2 separate regions of the Bombyx mori genome follow, and region 2 is linked to region 1. A link is a contact called in public Hi-C data. All regions are on one chromosome and are shown on one strand. The core of a region is the stretch at or near the end of the contact, and the rest is flanking DNA. Distances in the headings are between cores, read along the strand shown. Region 1 holds the start of COPD (coatomer protein complex subunit delta). Region 2 overlaps LOC101744691 (heterogeneous nuclear ribonucleoprotein U-like protein 1).

What was found. A called contact is a pair of places that touch in the nucleus more often than the background predicts.
Region 2: a Hi-C map of midgut shows a contact between it and region 1, with 2.1 times the contacts expected there. The contact joins the enhancer-like site here to the promoter of COPD in region 1. A contact is called at or near these places in 3 of 7 Hi-C or Micro-C datasets (middle silk gland, midgut and whole pupa).

Annotation. Positions count from the first base shown.
Region 1 is chr24:5,922,157-5,929,868 of ASM3026992v2, forward strand. COPD (coatomer protein complex subunit delta) reads right to left here and starts at 5,219. Exons shown (of 15, transcript NM_001172723.1): 1 at 5,182-5,219; 2 at 4,998-5,037; 3 at 4,763-4,883; 4 at 4,279-4,381; 5 at 3,215-3,334; 6 at 2,549-2,608; 7 at 1,033-1,144. The coding sequence starts at 5,184. LOC101737185 (deubiquitinase DESI2) reads left to right here and starts at 5,905. Exons shown (of 9, transcript XM_021353407.3): 1 at 5,905-6,123; 2 at 6,735-6,874. The coding sequence starts at 6,078.
Region 2 is chr24:5,970,706-5,978,176 of ASM3026992v2, forward strand. LOC101744691 (heterogeneous nuclear ribonucleoprotein U-like protein 1) reads right to left here. Exons shown (of 28, transcript XM_004923118.5): 20 at 7,200-7,356; 21 at 6,602-6,856; 22 at 4,072-4,285; 23 at 3,616-3,824; 24 at 2,460-2,596; 25 at 1,894-2,005; 26 at 862-1,112; 27 at 47-115. Among protein-coding and RNA genes, the nearest start is that of LOC101744691, 21 kb to the right of the region's middle. Within about 2 kb of position 5,471, at least 4 of the 8 cell types and tissues checked have open chromatin away from gene starts, as enhancers often do.

The sequences.
Region 1 (7,712 bases), core at 3,969-6,468:
GTCTCATATGGGAGAATCTTGAAAAAGTGTCCCACTTTCAGCACTAAAGACCGGTCACCGTCCTCATCGAACCCGTCGCTTGCGACAAAGGGCTCAACGAGCGAATTAACCCACAGACACAGCCCACTGAGTTTCTCACCGGATCTTCTCAGTGGGTCGCGTTTCCGATCCGGTGGTAGATTCTGCGAAACACTGCTCTTGCTAGGGTCAGTGTTAGCAACACTCCGGTGTGAGCCCCGTGAGCTCACCTACACACGTTAGGGTGAAGCTGAAATAGCCTCTCAAGGCTATCAGCATACGTAGGAGGAAAAAAAAGCACTAAATAACAGTTCAAAAATTCTCCTGAATGGCGCTAGCATAGACACAGGGTATGATATGAATTGAACAGTTGTTAACTGATTGAAGTATGGTGAGTTAGGAAATTTAATATATTTAATGACTAGAGTAGTTAGTGACAGTGTAATATACAAGATCTCACATGTTTACGTAGTCCAAACTAATTTCGTCAATAACCTAAAATTATTGTTGTGGTAAAACGTGGAGACATCGATTGCATTTTCTTATCAGCTTTAAATAAAATATTTTACTTTTTGTGATTTTGAAGTGCTTACAGTTCTTTCGTCCTTTTTTATTTCTCTATCTTATTCTAATAACATTAAGCGCCTTTTTTTAAATTTACCCGGTTGCTACTGTAGCGCCACCCTTATTTAGCAGATTGTAACGGACACTTTTTACACACAGAGATGGTTCTCCTTAACTCTACTCTCCGGACTTTAAAATTTCGTATTTTTTGGCAAGCGAACAATGTTGCCAGTACCGAGACAATAAAACGAGTTTTTAATGATAAGGACCCTTCCAAGAATCAATTTCGTTAGCAGTCTACGAGTATATCGATTGTTTTCTGAACAAAATGTGTTTACTTAAAACTTTCAAGATAAATTATTTTAGATTTTCAATTCGTTTGGAAATGAGCAAGTTTGACAATCTGTGGTTTCCTCTCAAAGGCTTCCGCACAAAGCACACTGTTCTTACCGAAGGACATCTGTGAGCGCGGCGGCTGGCCACGTTTGGCCGCCTCCAATCTCTCACGCTGCAACTCCTTAGCGCGTTCGCGCATGCGGTTCGCTGCCTCGCGTTCTTGGGTCTAAAGTGTTTGTAAGTATTTATTTATTTATTGCTTAGATGGATGGACGAGCTCATAGCCCACCTGGTGTTGTGGTTACTGGAGCCCAGAAATCTACATCGCAAATGCGCCACCCACCTTGAGATATAAGGTTAAGGTCTCAGTATATTTACAACGGCTGCTTCATCCTTCAAACCGAAACGCATTACTGCTTCACGGCAGAAATACGTATAATTGTGGGTGTGTCACTGGTGGTAGGACCTCTTGTGATTCCGCGCGGGTGGGTACCACCGCCCTGTCTATTTCCGCCGTGAAGCAGTAATGCGTTTCGCGTTTCGGTTCGAAGGGTCGAGTAGCCGTTGTAACTATACTGAGACCTTAGAACTTATATCTCGAGGTGCGTGGCGCATTTACGTTGTAGATGTCTATGGGCTCCAGTAACCACTTAACACCAGGTGGGCTGTGAGCTCGTCCATCCATCTAAGCAATAAAAAATAAAAAAAATGTTTTTTTATGGAGACAGATGATGCTATATCGGAACACTGGCATGAGTAATGGTAGGCAGCGACTTGGCTGTGCCCCTGGCATTGATGACGTTCATGAGCGACGGTAACCAATTACCATCAGGTGGGCCGTAAGCTCACCTCCCTTTAAAGGCAACAATAATAAAACAGTCCAACGGCTGCTTTAAATTACCAGGGACTCCCGTAAAATTATCGGAATTCGACTATAATCTATGACGCCTTAAAATTTACACAATGAGTCTATGTTTTGTATTATATTATCTGTGTTGTTAACTTATAAACTTTAAAAAAAAACCGTACCTAAAGTCATTAGCTATTAAACAGAATTTTATCTTTGTTTATCTATGTACAGATTACACACGATATTCGAATGAGTTTCACTACTTCCACATCGTGCAGTAACTAGTTGAATGACTCGGATACACAGCACAGTGGTTGCACTTCCGTCTACGGGGACGAGGGTCCTGAGTTCAAATCCCACATATATTCGTGTGATGAACACATTTGTTTGTTATTTTTCTGGGTGTTTTGTAGGCGTATATATCAACATATATTAGTCTGTGGTTCACATAGCACAGAAAAATTTAGGAACTTATAAAAAAAAATGCTGGATTTACTTGATACCTAAATATTTTAAGAGAATCCTTTTCTTATTAATCAGTTGTATTAATTTTATATAAATAACAAAAAATATAAACATGTAGGTAAATTATAATGATTTTTATTTAAACGTGGCAACCCAAGGCCAGTTGTTGCTAAACTCACGCGACCCACGGACGTATTTATGGAACATTGATTTACAGGAAACTCCGATCAAATAACAGTGAGCTGAATAATTTGTCTATAGACGAATATCACAATAGAAAGAAAATTAAAAACATTATTAAATTTATACACGTACCTGCCTTACGGCTTGATAAATCTTTTCCTCGTGAGAGTCCATTTCAACAAACGAACGGACCTTAAACAAAAAAATTCGCAAAATTTAAATTCAAGACTATATAGGGCAATGTAGAAAATCGGTAAACGATCTCACGGCCAACCTTTTCGTGATTACTAGATGCCGTGGATATCATAATGTGAATTCTGACATCCACCTTGAGACATGAGGTCTACATCTCAATAGTATGGCGGCTATTTCATCCATCGAACCGAAACGCATTACTGCTTAAGAGTTGAATTGAATATATCTGTCATATTGCTACGCGCTGAGGCTCGGGATAAATCTTTTACCGAAGTACAAATTAAAAGTCTATTTAACTCTTAGAACATTCAAGGAACACTTTACAATTTGCTATTCACCGTAGAACCGTTAACTAAACTGCCTTCATGTCATCTCTGCAACGCTTTTATAGTCGATACGACAAATCCACAATTATCGAGAACATTTCCAACAGGACGACTCCTTTCGATATGTTTTACCGCTATTTGATAATAGATGGCGTTACACATTTCGAGCGCTCTCGATGTTACTAGTTCTTTTGATATTCGTTTCTGCTATTCGATGATAGATGGCGTTACTCTTACCGGCGTAACAATATCAAATTCATCTGTCTTATACACATACCTGCGCTAGATTGACGCTTTCTCTGTACCCAAGAGCGACAATCTCGTCGAAAGCAAATAGCAAATTGAAGGCCTGGTTCAAGACTTCAGTTTCTGTGAGCTGTACACAATATTCTGGTACCTAGAAAGAAAATAATAAGCACCGATAACTTGCTATTTTTGCATGCAAAACAGCTCCAACAACCTAAAAATTTTATGTTATAAATTGTTATTGTTAAATGAGACTTCTTATGAACATTAGTGGTGGATATTGTTGCATGTGTTGCCCATGTCCACTGGCAGTGACAACCGTTATAGCAGTAGCAATTGTAAAATAAAAAATATAAGACAAAAACACTGAATCAGGCTAAGAACATTTTCATGATAATCTGGCATCACAAGTTCTGAACGACAAGATTCTTAAAGTCAATATTCATAGCAATATCATTCGCTCAGTAAAAGATTTTAAAGATTAACCTTAGTTTGTCATGCGTTTCACACAATAAGAGAATGATTGACTCTACGAAGCACTGCTCTTGCTAGGGCTAGTGTTAGCGACATACTCCCCGGGTATGCTGGCATAAGCCCTCATAGGCTCCAGTAACCACTTAACACCAGGTGGGCTGTAAGCTCGTCCACCCTTCTAAGCAATTAAAAAAAACTAAAAAAAACACAAAATATGAGTACACAGTACTCTAACATTTGTTATTTTACAAGTACATATTTTGTATTTGTTTATTAATAATACTAAAATTTGTTACTAAACATTATTTTTTATCAAAATCAATTGACATACCAAAGAATACAGTGTTCAAGTGTTTTTCTTTGCCCATTCATGTAAGTTTATTTGATTTGCCTAATGTGAACCACAGATCTGTTCTTTATTTTGTGCTATAATTGTGCAAAATTACTTGCACTATGAACTTTTGTGTACAATTTTAAATTGTTTACATCCGTGCCCCTCCCTCATTTTAATGAATACTGAAAAAACTACTGAAATTTTTGTAACTGATACAATCTGCAATGTCGTTATCACTATATATGTACTAAATAAATAAAAATTTAATGCGATTAATAATATTTTACCACTCTGCTGAAGAGTCTCAATGTCTCCAGATCTTCCAGGATGTTACTAGCCTTTGTCGTGATCAGTAACATATACAACTTGTCTAGTGGCTGGTAGACATATCTGAAAGTGGTAAAAAATTTAGTCAGACATAATTTTGTATCAAAAATTTTTAACTTGCTTTATATATAATTGTACAGCATATAGGTGAGTAAACTGATGTCTCCTGTGGTGTATAGTTCCCATAGATATAAACGACAATAACAATGTTGCTACTCATTTTAAGACACAATGTTCAACTCTTTATTGTACATTATAACAACTTTCAAAATAGACATATGACACTGATTCACAGCAGTAATGGGTAATGCACTACACTTTTAGTTCTTATTTATTGATTAGATGAATATAATGGTATGCTTATAAACAACATTCGTCATTGGTATAAAAGAAAGAATAACTCATCGTAAAGAATATTAATGAAAATTTGTTAATGATAAATACCTGACGGACTCTGTTTCTACAAATGTATGCTGCCGTCCTCCTGTCATTAGTTTAGGGAAGGCCGCCAGTAGACCTTCGATGCGAGCTTTTGTCATTTCGACGAACTGGCGGGACACCAGAGCTAAATAAGTGGAACATCATTAATAGACAAGTAAAGTACTATATTACATTAAAATAATATTATGAAAAGTATCAAATGTCAGTAGTTGAAGCACATATCGGTAGTATAAATTACCTTTGCCTGACTTCGTACAAACTGTAGCGGCTATAAGTACCTGAAATAACATGAAAATACATATGATTTCAGTAGTAAACACTGACCGGGAACACAATAATATCTACAGGAATAGAATTAAAACAATGGGATTTATGGAATGTATGATGAAGAGTGTACGTTAATTTTATTTAACGTTACATACCATCTTGTTTTTATATTCTTATATCTAATTTTCATAAAACACACCAAAATATTTTAGGATAGGCTTCCACAAATTTGACAACACACACGATGAGGTGACGTGTTGACCATTTGACAGCAAACGTCAACAGTATTTTGTTAGACTATGGTTAGACCATGTTTGAGACATTAATCAACTGGGATGAAATGAGATAATATGGTATGAAATATAATCTCAGTAAAATTAGTGGAATTTTAGTGGACTTTTTGGAGGATCCCGAGAAGTTACGTTCAGCGGCTTTGTTTGATTTTCCCATATTTGTGCACTTTCACAGATACTAAGCAGTTAATAAACCACCGTTATTACATAATTAAACCTGAAGAAACACTAAATCGACAAAATAAAACAAATCACACAACTTCACTCCTAGCGTTCCCGCCAAAAAGCCTCTATGGTTAACTGCCAATTCTAGATAAAGATAATTGGTGAACTTGGTGTTAGAGAGTAATTCACAGGGAAGTCATTCAAAATAGTTCGGATTAAACAATTTTTATCCAACATTTCTAACTGCTAAGATTTGGTTTATGAAAAAACCCAGCTATAACTTAGACAAAGAAAAGATCTCATCTAAACTGTCAAAGATTATTTGTCAATGACAATTACAAGAGGAACATACCTAGTATAAATACTAAGTAGTCAAAATATAAATTTCAGTAATCTGTGCTTAAATGTCAAAAGTCAGTGTCTGTAAATCATTAAGTGTATAATCTATGCTGTAAATCAAGGCACGTTGAGGATAATTGTTCATAAATTATCAGTAAATTAAAAAAATATTTTTTTTTAAATAATAATTACATATTATTGTTCATTCATGTATTATGCTCACAATGGAGGCTACATTGTGACGCGGCCGGTTAATGTATACGGAATTTGCTTACACATCAAAGAAGCCAAATAACCGTAGTAAGTGAATTTGAAATATTTTCGTAGCTATAACTCGACAGGACACATGCTAGAGTCTTTGAATCTTATCTACGTTATATTCGCTAATGGTCAGACAATTTAATTTGCATACAATGACGATTTCGTGCCGAAACAGTGATAATCGTCAGACGAAAAGTCAGTCTTGTTTTGATAGTTCAATTTCATTAGTCAAAAGCGATTATCTCTGTTAATACGTACGCAAGTAATTATTTTTCAAGATTTTACACATTTGTAGTTGGTCTTAGTTTTATTCTAATGGAAGAAACATCTTTGATTGACAGTGACAATGAGGTACTTGCATGCTGTTGACATAATAATATCTTTATTAATATTTTACTTTTGAATGAGTTTTAGATGTTTGATGTTCTTTTACAGAACGTAGGAGAATGACAGTAAAAAATATTTTATTAATTTTTATCAGGTATAATTTTCAGTTCAATTTCAACATACCTTCATTTGATTAAAATTATAATTCAACTAGATGAAGGCTTAAAAGTAAATATTTCACAAAAAAAAAAACCTTAGGCTTAAACCTAATCGGCAAATATTCGAGGGCAAAATTTACAGTCCGTAGTGGCGATTATGTGTAGAAATGAGGAGATGTGACACGTGCAGTGCCCAAACTGAACGAAGGGCCACAGCGGGCCGCGGTGAAGAGTCAGGCGACCGCGACCCACTGTTACGCTCCCCAACAATATCTCAAGAGGAGCCCTACGATAACAGACCTTTCGTAAGACATATGTGTTTAACGTAGTTAGCATGTTCATTATTTTTATATAGTGTCATCAACACTATTTGAGCTGAAGTAATAAATGAATACTAAAGTTGGATTTTTTTATCAATGATTTTTATGTTTACTGTCGTTTTATCAATATACAATACCCTTTTAAGATAAAAAACTGGGTTTATCCTGTTTCTTTACCAAGTATACTTTAAATATAACATCAGTTATGATATGTTAATCAGTATTGCATGCTTAATTGATGAATAATGTTCCTTTGAATTTTTTTAATAATTGGATCATACCACACTTTGGAAAAAAAAAGAAACTTGAATTCTTAAATATATTCAATGAATTTGTCAACTCGAAATTCAGTGCTAATAATCTTAATTACTGGAACTGAATTGATATCTCAACCAAGCTTGGTAAACTTTAATGCAATGATAAATAGGTAAGGTAAGATGAAATAGGCATAGATGGTCCCTCCCTCTGCAAATATGTTGTTATATACTCCAAGATGATTTGTAAATTTCTGTTACTGTTATCAAAAATTTTTTAGATAAAGTACAAAAATTCTTGGGACAGCTCATTTAGTGTTGTAGACTGCACCGTAAATGTGTTCTTTTATTTCCGAAATGTAGATGTTCAAGCACTGTGTCAGCGTGTAATTTATCATACGCTAATTTGATAGTGATATTTTTAAAATTGACTGGAGAAATGTTGAAATAAAGCAAACAAGAATTGTTACCATCAACGAATGTAGTAATTGTAAAAAAGGTATTAAAACTGTTGGACATTTAAACATCTCCAATAAAACTGCGTAAAAATAAAATTGACCTAGTATTTT
Region 2 (7,471 bases), core at 4,221-6,720, 49 kb after region 1:
GAGATCTTGGAATTAGTTTATAATATTATAAAACTAAAGTATGTACCTGATAATATTGAGCGGCCCAAGCTTGTGGGTCCTGAGCGCCACCTCCCTGCTGATTGCCTTGCTGATACTGAAATATTATATTTCATATTGCATTTAGTGAAATCATTTTGATATATTATTATACACACTTTTGACATTAAATTTAATTTGTCAATTTTAATATTTGGATTCTGACATGATTTTAATGTACATTGTAAAAGTTCTGATACGATCGCTATTAATATATATTATAATGCCTTACTCTAATATATGAACAGCTTATAAAAGTTATAGAAAACAAACTTAATAAAAAGGTGACAACAAAGATAAACTCTTGCCATAAAACAATACAACTGACATTGCAAACGTTCCTGAGATAGATTGGTATTGTTTTTGTTGCCAACAAAAGCTCCAGAAAGTGCTTGTTGGCAGTGGTCTTCATTTTGAGTGTTTTTTTTTTATTGCCCTTGTAGGCAGACGAGCATACGGCCCACCTGATGGTGAGTGGTTACCGTCGCCCATGGACTTCAGCAATGCCAGGGGCAGAGCCAAGCCGCTACCTACCGCTTAATACTCTCCATAAGCCTCGTTTGAAGAAGGACATGTCATAGCGCTCGGGAAACACCGTGGAGGCGAGTTCATTCCATAGCCGGATGGTACGTGGCAAAAAACACCTCTGGAAACGTACTGTCGATGAACGCAGCGGTTCCAGATTATATGGATGAACTCTGCTCCGATGGCGGGAGATGCGATGATAAAAAGGAGATGAGGGAATCATCTCAAACAATTCCTCAGAGCACTGTTTGCATTGTCTATTACAAACAAAGTCCTTACCCTGGCCCAATTCTGTTGTTGTTGTTGCCATTGCTGCCACTGATACCACTGTTGCGCTGTGTAGTTGGCAGGCCACTGTTGTTGCTGCTGTTGTTGCTGTTGCTGTTGTTGTTGTTGTTGTGGTTGTTTGCCAGTTTGTCCACTTGGTGCAGTCGGACCGCTAGAGGCAGACTGTTGGCCGCCCTGACCAGACTGAGTTGCTCCCGTAGGATTGCCCCAGTTGGCCCAACTACCCCAGTTCGGGCCCCAGCCTGTTGGTAATGTAATAAATTATGGCATTTAGAACCAATAACAATACCTACCCAAAAAAAAATTTTTAAAGATTGTTTGTTGTTGTTTTAAAGTTATAAATACTGTATGCCTGTATGCCATATGCCTGAAGCCATGAACTTAATCAATTTAACTCAGGCAATTTTAGAGAAATACAACTATAGATGTAATTTTTTTTGTTGTTATTGTTGTTACAGCCTGTTAAAATTACTAAATTCGAAATTTATTTGTGTTCAGTAATTATTGCACACAGCATTGCGTAATCATACTCCATAATTTCATGCCGATATATGTTTTAGTTAAAATTTAGGTTTTGTGTAGAATTTTTGCCTTTACTGCTTTATTTTTGGTGTTTAGTGTGAATAAGTTACTGTAAATAAGTTAATTTTATTTTAGTCTCAATTAAAAATACCAGATCTAAATGTGAATCTAGCATGGATTTTTGATTATTTTTTTAAGTTGAGCTTTTTATACTTTCCTTTATTCGTAAATCCTTTAGCAATTTATGCAAAATATGTGAAAATAATTTATTTATATATTCCTTTAAAAGTGTATCTGCCACAAAAACTTCCGAATCACGATTCGTTAAAATTGAAGAGTGATGTTAATAAAAAAGTTCTAAGAATATTTGAAATTATTGTGAAGGAGAAAAAATGGATAGCTTGAAATATATTGCGTTTGTTGTAGTAACTAATGATCTATAGTGATATAGACATAGACACAGATTTATAGACATGATTCTAGTCTTAAAATCGTACGTACCTTGATTCTGGTTCCAGTTGCCCCAACCTCCCCAACCTCCATCCCACTGATTCCAACCTTGCTGTTGATTCTGTTGGTTCTGCTGCATTTGATTTTGTGTGTTTGGACCATCCTGTATTATTAAAATTGTACAAAAAAATTACAAGGTGAAAATATTTCCTATTAAGAATTTCATTACAGGATTCATTTAATAAGTCTGCATTAATGATTAAATTTGAAAAAAGTAACTAGAGAAAAATGCTCAGTCTTCTAATTATAATATAATACACAAAAAGACCAGCATGGAATGTATCTGTTTGACTGCAACACAGTTTTAATTATTAACAGTCATTACTGTAAACTGCTGTAATACTGTTTAAAATTATATTTTACTGACTGTGGAATAAACGATTTTTATTATTTAATTTACAATTCAAAAAGCTAAATGAACATGCAGGCAATTTCTAACTAGTTACTGCAGGTTTGTGGTAAACGAACGTTTAGCAGTTGATATTTAAGGTTAATTAATGATTGACGATCGATCATGATTGTTAGATTTTTTTTAAATTTAGTAATATTCATCTAACCTGTGCCTTCGGCGGATTGTTCGGTCGTGGCACGGCCGGCGGTGGTCCGGTATTGTTGTTTCTGTTATTCCCGCGTTGCCATGATCCGGCCGTATTGTTTCCAGTTGGACCTCCAATATTGGTGTTGCCACCACCACCTATATTGGAATAAAGGTTATAATTTTTACTAGTAAATAAAATTCTACCGGTGGTAGGACCTCTTGTGAGTCCGCGCAGTTAGGTACCACCACCCTGTCTATTTCTGCCGTGAAGCAGTAATGCGCTTCGGTTCGAAGGGTGGGCAGGCGTTGTAATTTTGAGACCTTAGAATTTATATCTCAAGGTGGGTAGCGCATTTACGTCGTAGATGTCCATGAGCTCCAGTAGCCACTTAACACCAGGTGGGCTGTGAGCTCGTTCACCCATCTAAGCAATAAAAAAATACCATAACAGACTGACTAAACCAGATAGCTAACACGTCCAAATTGGTGACTATAGTAGAATTATTTTGTCCGTGCAGTTTCGGTCATAAAACATAGCCCGGCTAGGGCGGTGAGCGGGCGCAACGCCATTATCGATAAAAAAAATGAATCATCGAAGGCAGGTACACGGCGACGGGGCGGCATACGAAGGGTGGAGAGACATTGTTATGTTAAGTCATTTGTACTTACCTGCAAATTAGTACATTATATAGAAGAGTAATGTGTTTTTATGCATTCGTTCTCTGAATTTCTTTAGTGCTTTGTTTTGTATCAAAACGGCAGAATTTATTCAAAATAATATTTGCACGTGTTGTTATCAACAATGTGTTAAAATTTTGCACTGCAATAAGAATAACTCCCGAAAAGTTACAAAGTGTTAATTTCTGCCGTTCTCGTTAACTTGCTGCGGCGATATGTGGTGTAAGTGTTCGATTAGTGATTCTTTCTTTCATTTTTATCACTAACCCACAAAATGACAAAACTAAATACACTATCGATAACGCTTATCGACAACAGTAATGCGCATCACTAAGCCCGTCCATAAGGCTCGTGAGTGGAAGAGAGTGAAATACTCGTTTCGCTCCTCCGATTTTTTATGACCCAAACTGCACGGACAACATTATTCTACTATAGGTCAGAAATTTTGCGGCCGTGATGAGTGTCGATACTGATATTATAAGATGAAGAACAATTACCGGGAGGTCCCTGTGGTGGACGTTTGTTGTCGATGGGTCTCGGAGGTCGGTCGCGGTTGAAACGGTCGGCGTTGGGAGGGGGAGGCCCGGGGGGACCGCGCGGCATGGGACGGTCAAGTCGCCCTCCTCCGCTACCACCGCCGCCGCCGCCGCCGCCTCCACCACGCCCACCGCGATATCCGTCTCGGTCACGGCCAAAATCGCCGCCACTGAAATATAAATGACAATCAATTACAGTTGAACAGTAATATCACCCAAATCAGAACCAAAGCGCTATAAAACTGAAAATTCTGTGAAAATTAGGTTGTTTATGCTCAAATGATAACATTTAAAAAAAGTACCAAGTGGCAACAAATATATGAGCCATATAATGCAATGCAATCAGTGCTCAGCACCATCGAACTTATTAGCTATTTACTGATATTATTAAAGACAAGAAAAAAAACAAATAAATACCGTTGGGGTTGTGGTGGTCCCCAGCGGTCAAAGCGAGGTGTAGTAGGTGGCCCAGGGCGTTGTCGTCCACCCCATCTACTGCCACGACCACCTCCACCAACACCAACACCGCCGCCACCGCCGCCACCACCACCACCGCCGCCGCCGCCACCGCCGCCGCCGCCACCGCCGCCACCCCACCTACTTCCGCCGCCTCCGCCACCCCAGCGATCTTCTACAGGAGAAAAACACGTCAATTATTATTGATTATGCTCAGGCGGTTACAAGATATGCATTATTTTAGTAATATAAATCAAAATGCAAGGTACCTAAAAGTACATATTATTATCCACAACACGCTTCCTCAGTAATAGTTGGGTAGATGTTGATTAGCTGTTCATTCAAATGATAATATATATTATCTGTGACTTACGAATTCTAAAGTTAAAGCTTGGATCAAAAGCCTAAATTGGATAATTTGAAAAAAAAAACTGTAGTTCATTACTAAATCTAGTAAGCCTTCTCAAGGAGGGTTCAATTAACCGATAACACATAATATTTTCATATTATATCATAGATGAAATTTTTACCAACAATTATTTCTCTATTCATTTTTTGTAAATGTAAGTAAAGCTGCTGATCTATAGTGTATTTTAGGGTCAGCTACAAATTTGCATAGATTACCTTATTACTACATTCTATTATACTATGAACAGTTGATTAAAGTTTTTCTAAAAAAAAACTAAATGCTGTTAATAGTTACATTTACATCACATGAACGAAGCTGACCCGCCATTAATCTAGTTTTTTTTTTCTATTGTTTAATTCTAAATAATGATGAAGTATGTCTTCCGCACTATTTAGATGTTGTTAATTTTAGGTTCATACAATATTCAAGATCCGGACTAGACTCTCCACCATTTGCCTGCGAAGGATTCTTGAATACTTTGGCCACATTGCAAGGAAAGACAGTGACAACTTGGAGAAATTGGTGGTCAATGAAAAGGTCGAGGGCAAGCGACCAAGAGGCAGGAACCCGACTCGTTGGACGAACCAGATTAGTGCGACCAAGAGGCAGGAACCCGACTCGTTGGACGGATCAGATTAGTGCGACCAAGAGGCAGGAACCCGACTCGTTGGACGGACCAGATTAGTGCGACCAAGAGGCAGGAACCCGACTCGTTGGACGGACCAGATTAGTGCGACCAAGAGGCAGGAACCCGACTCGTTGGACGGACCAGATTAGTGCGACCAAGAGGCAGGAACCCGACTCGTTGGACGGACCAGATTCGTGCAGCCCTTGATACCACAGTGCACGATGCTCTGCATTCAGCTGCAGATAGGAGCAGATGACTGTGCATTATAAAAAACAAACTGTTTCAAGGCCATGACCACGACCCTCAGTAATGAGGAAACCGACGCAAGGAGGAGACAATATTTTTATATACTCTCATCATAGTCAGTTCTTAACAGAGCAGTCATGGGCAGTCCAAGCACTTGTTTATTATTATTATCTTTGTTTATTATACTTTATGAGCAGTTTTATAGTCCGTTGTATAATGTTGTTTTCGATTGCTCTGGGGTCACGAAAGGTGTGTAATATTTGGTCAATTTATGAAAAGAGTAACAATCAAGTGTCGCGGGTGGCGTTGCTACACGAAGTGACGAAGCGCACGGTGTAGAACCGCAACCCCGCACCGCTGTCCGCTGACATTATAGTATTTTTAACTGAATTCAAGTTTCAACTCAAATCTGTGGTATTTCAAAAGTTTATAGCTGACTAGCTGTACCCGTCCATTACGCTGGGCATTTAAAATTAACATTATTATTTCTCACGATTCAAAGATTTTCATCATTAACGCCCTCGCAACTGGTGTAGGGAGTCCAACGCTCATATAAATATTAGCCTATTAATTAAGTACATGTATTTTTCTACATGGATGCCAAATTTCAAGTCAATCGGATGCATGGTTCAGTAGTTATAAAGGAACATCCGTAAAAACCACTGTAGATTTATATTTTAGTATAGATCAGCGGTCGGGGAACCGGTGTAAATTACCCCTAATGGGGTAAAATGAAATTTTGGGGGGTAAAAATGAATTTTTTGTGAATAAAAAGTGTATATTTAAGTGCAACTACTTTAGAATTTATTCTTTTATTTTTCCAAAAAAAATCATTTCAATTAAAAGATACAAGAAAAATATCATATGAATTATAAAATAACAAGAAATTATCATTTACTTATATTTTCTGTGGGGGTGATTTTTTTCCTCAACTGTATATTACATATATTACTATTATTACCGTACTAGGTATTACATTGATAAATTAAATAAATGATGTTTAAATTAATTTTTTAGTTATTGTTTTCTTTTCAAAATTATCATGGGCAATTATCAAGCTATATTTAAAATAAAAGATGCTAAAAAGAAGCGATTTCGTTTTTTTTTCTTCTTTACCATGGTGTAATACCAACTTACACAAAAATATTTTGGGGTAATAATTAAAAAAGTTCCCCGACCGCTGGTATAGATTTTTATCGTGGGCTCACCTCGGTCCCGGCTGAAGTCCCGCGTCGGACGGCCGCGGTCCTCCCGGCCGTGTCGCTTGTCGTGTTCCCGGGGGCGCTTGGCGGGCGGCCCCTCCCGCGCGTCCGAGCGCTCCCGCTTCTCGCGCTCCCGGCCCGCGCCCGCCGCTTTCGCTTCCTTGTGGTAAGCCTCGATTGCGGCTTTGGCTTCTTCTTCAGGTAGCTCCGGATAGATCACCTCATCTATCCAAGAGCACTTCTCGGGCGCGGTGAAGTTGGCTGTGGAGTGCAAGCGTGACAGTGAGAAAGAGAACCAGCGGTGATAGAAAGTGACCGTGGATGAATGTAAATCAGCCTTTCCCAAAGTGGGCGATAACGCCCCCTTGTGGGCGCTTGATGACCCAAGGGGGGCGGGTAAGAGACCCAGAAAAAATGGGGACGTTGTGTAGAGGCTTGGGAGGTGATTTATAATTTCATCTAGGACTCTTAGACACCGACTGAACTCTCGCTATAGTGGTTTGTAAGTAGGTGAAAAAATGGGGGCGCTAAAATAGAATTTATTCTCAAAGTGGGCAGTAGACACAATTTGTTTGAGAGCTTCTGATGTAAATGTAGTAGAGACCTTTCATGTCGAGTAGCGCAGCGTCTGGCACGTCCTTGGAGTCGGAAGAGGTAGCTCTGGCTCGCTGCTCGTCGCGAGGCAGTATGCAGACGGCCACGCGTCGGTATCCCTCGAACTCTCTCATTTTGCGTCTTTGAGCCGACGGGTATACGTTGGTCTGTTTTCACCCAAACCGTGCAGACGGTGCGTAGCAAATCAGCCGCAACGACGTAACCATGATATGGAATAAAACATATTCATTATAAGATCTGTTCGTCTACAACAGAATCTCA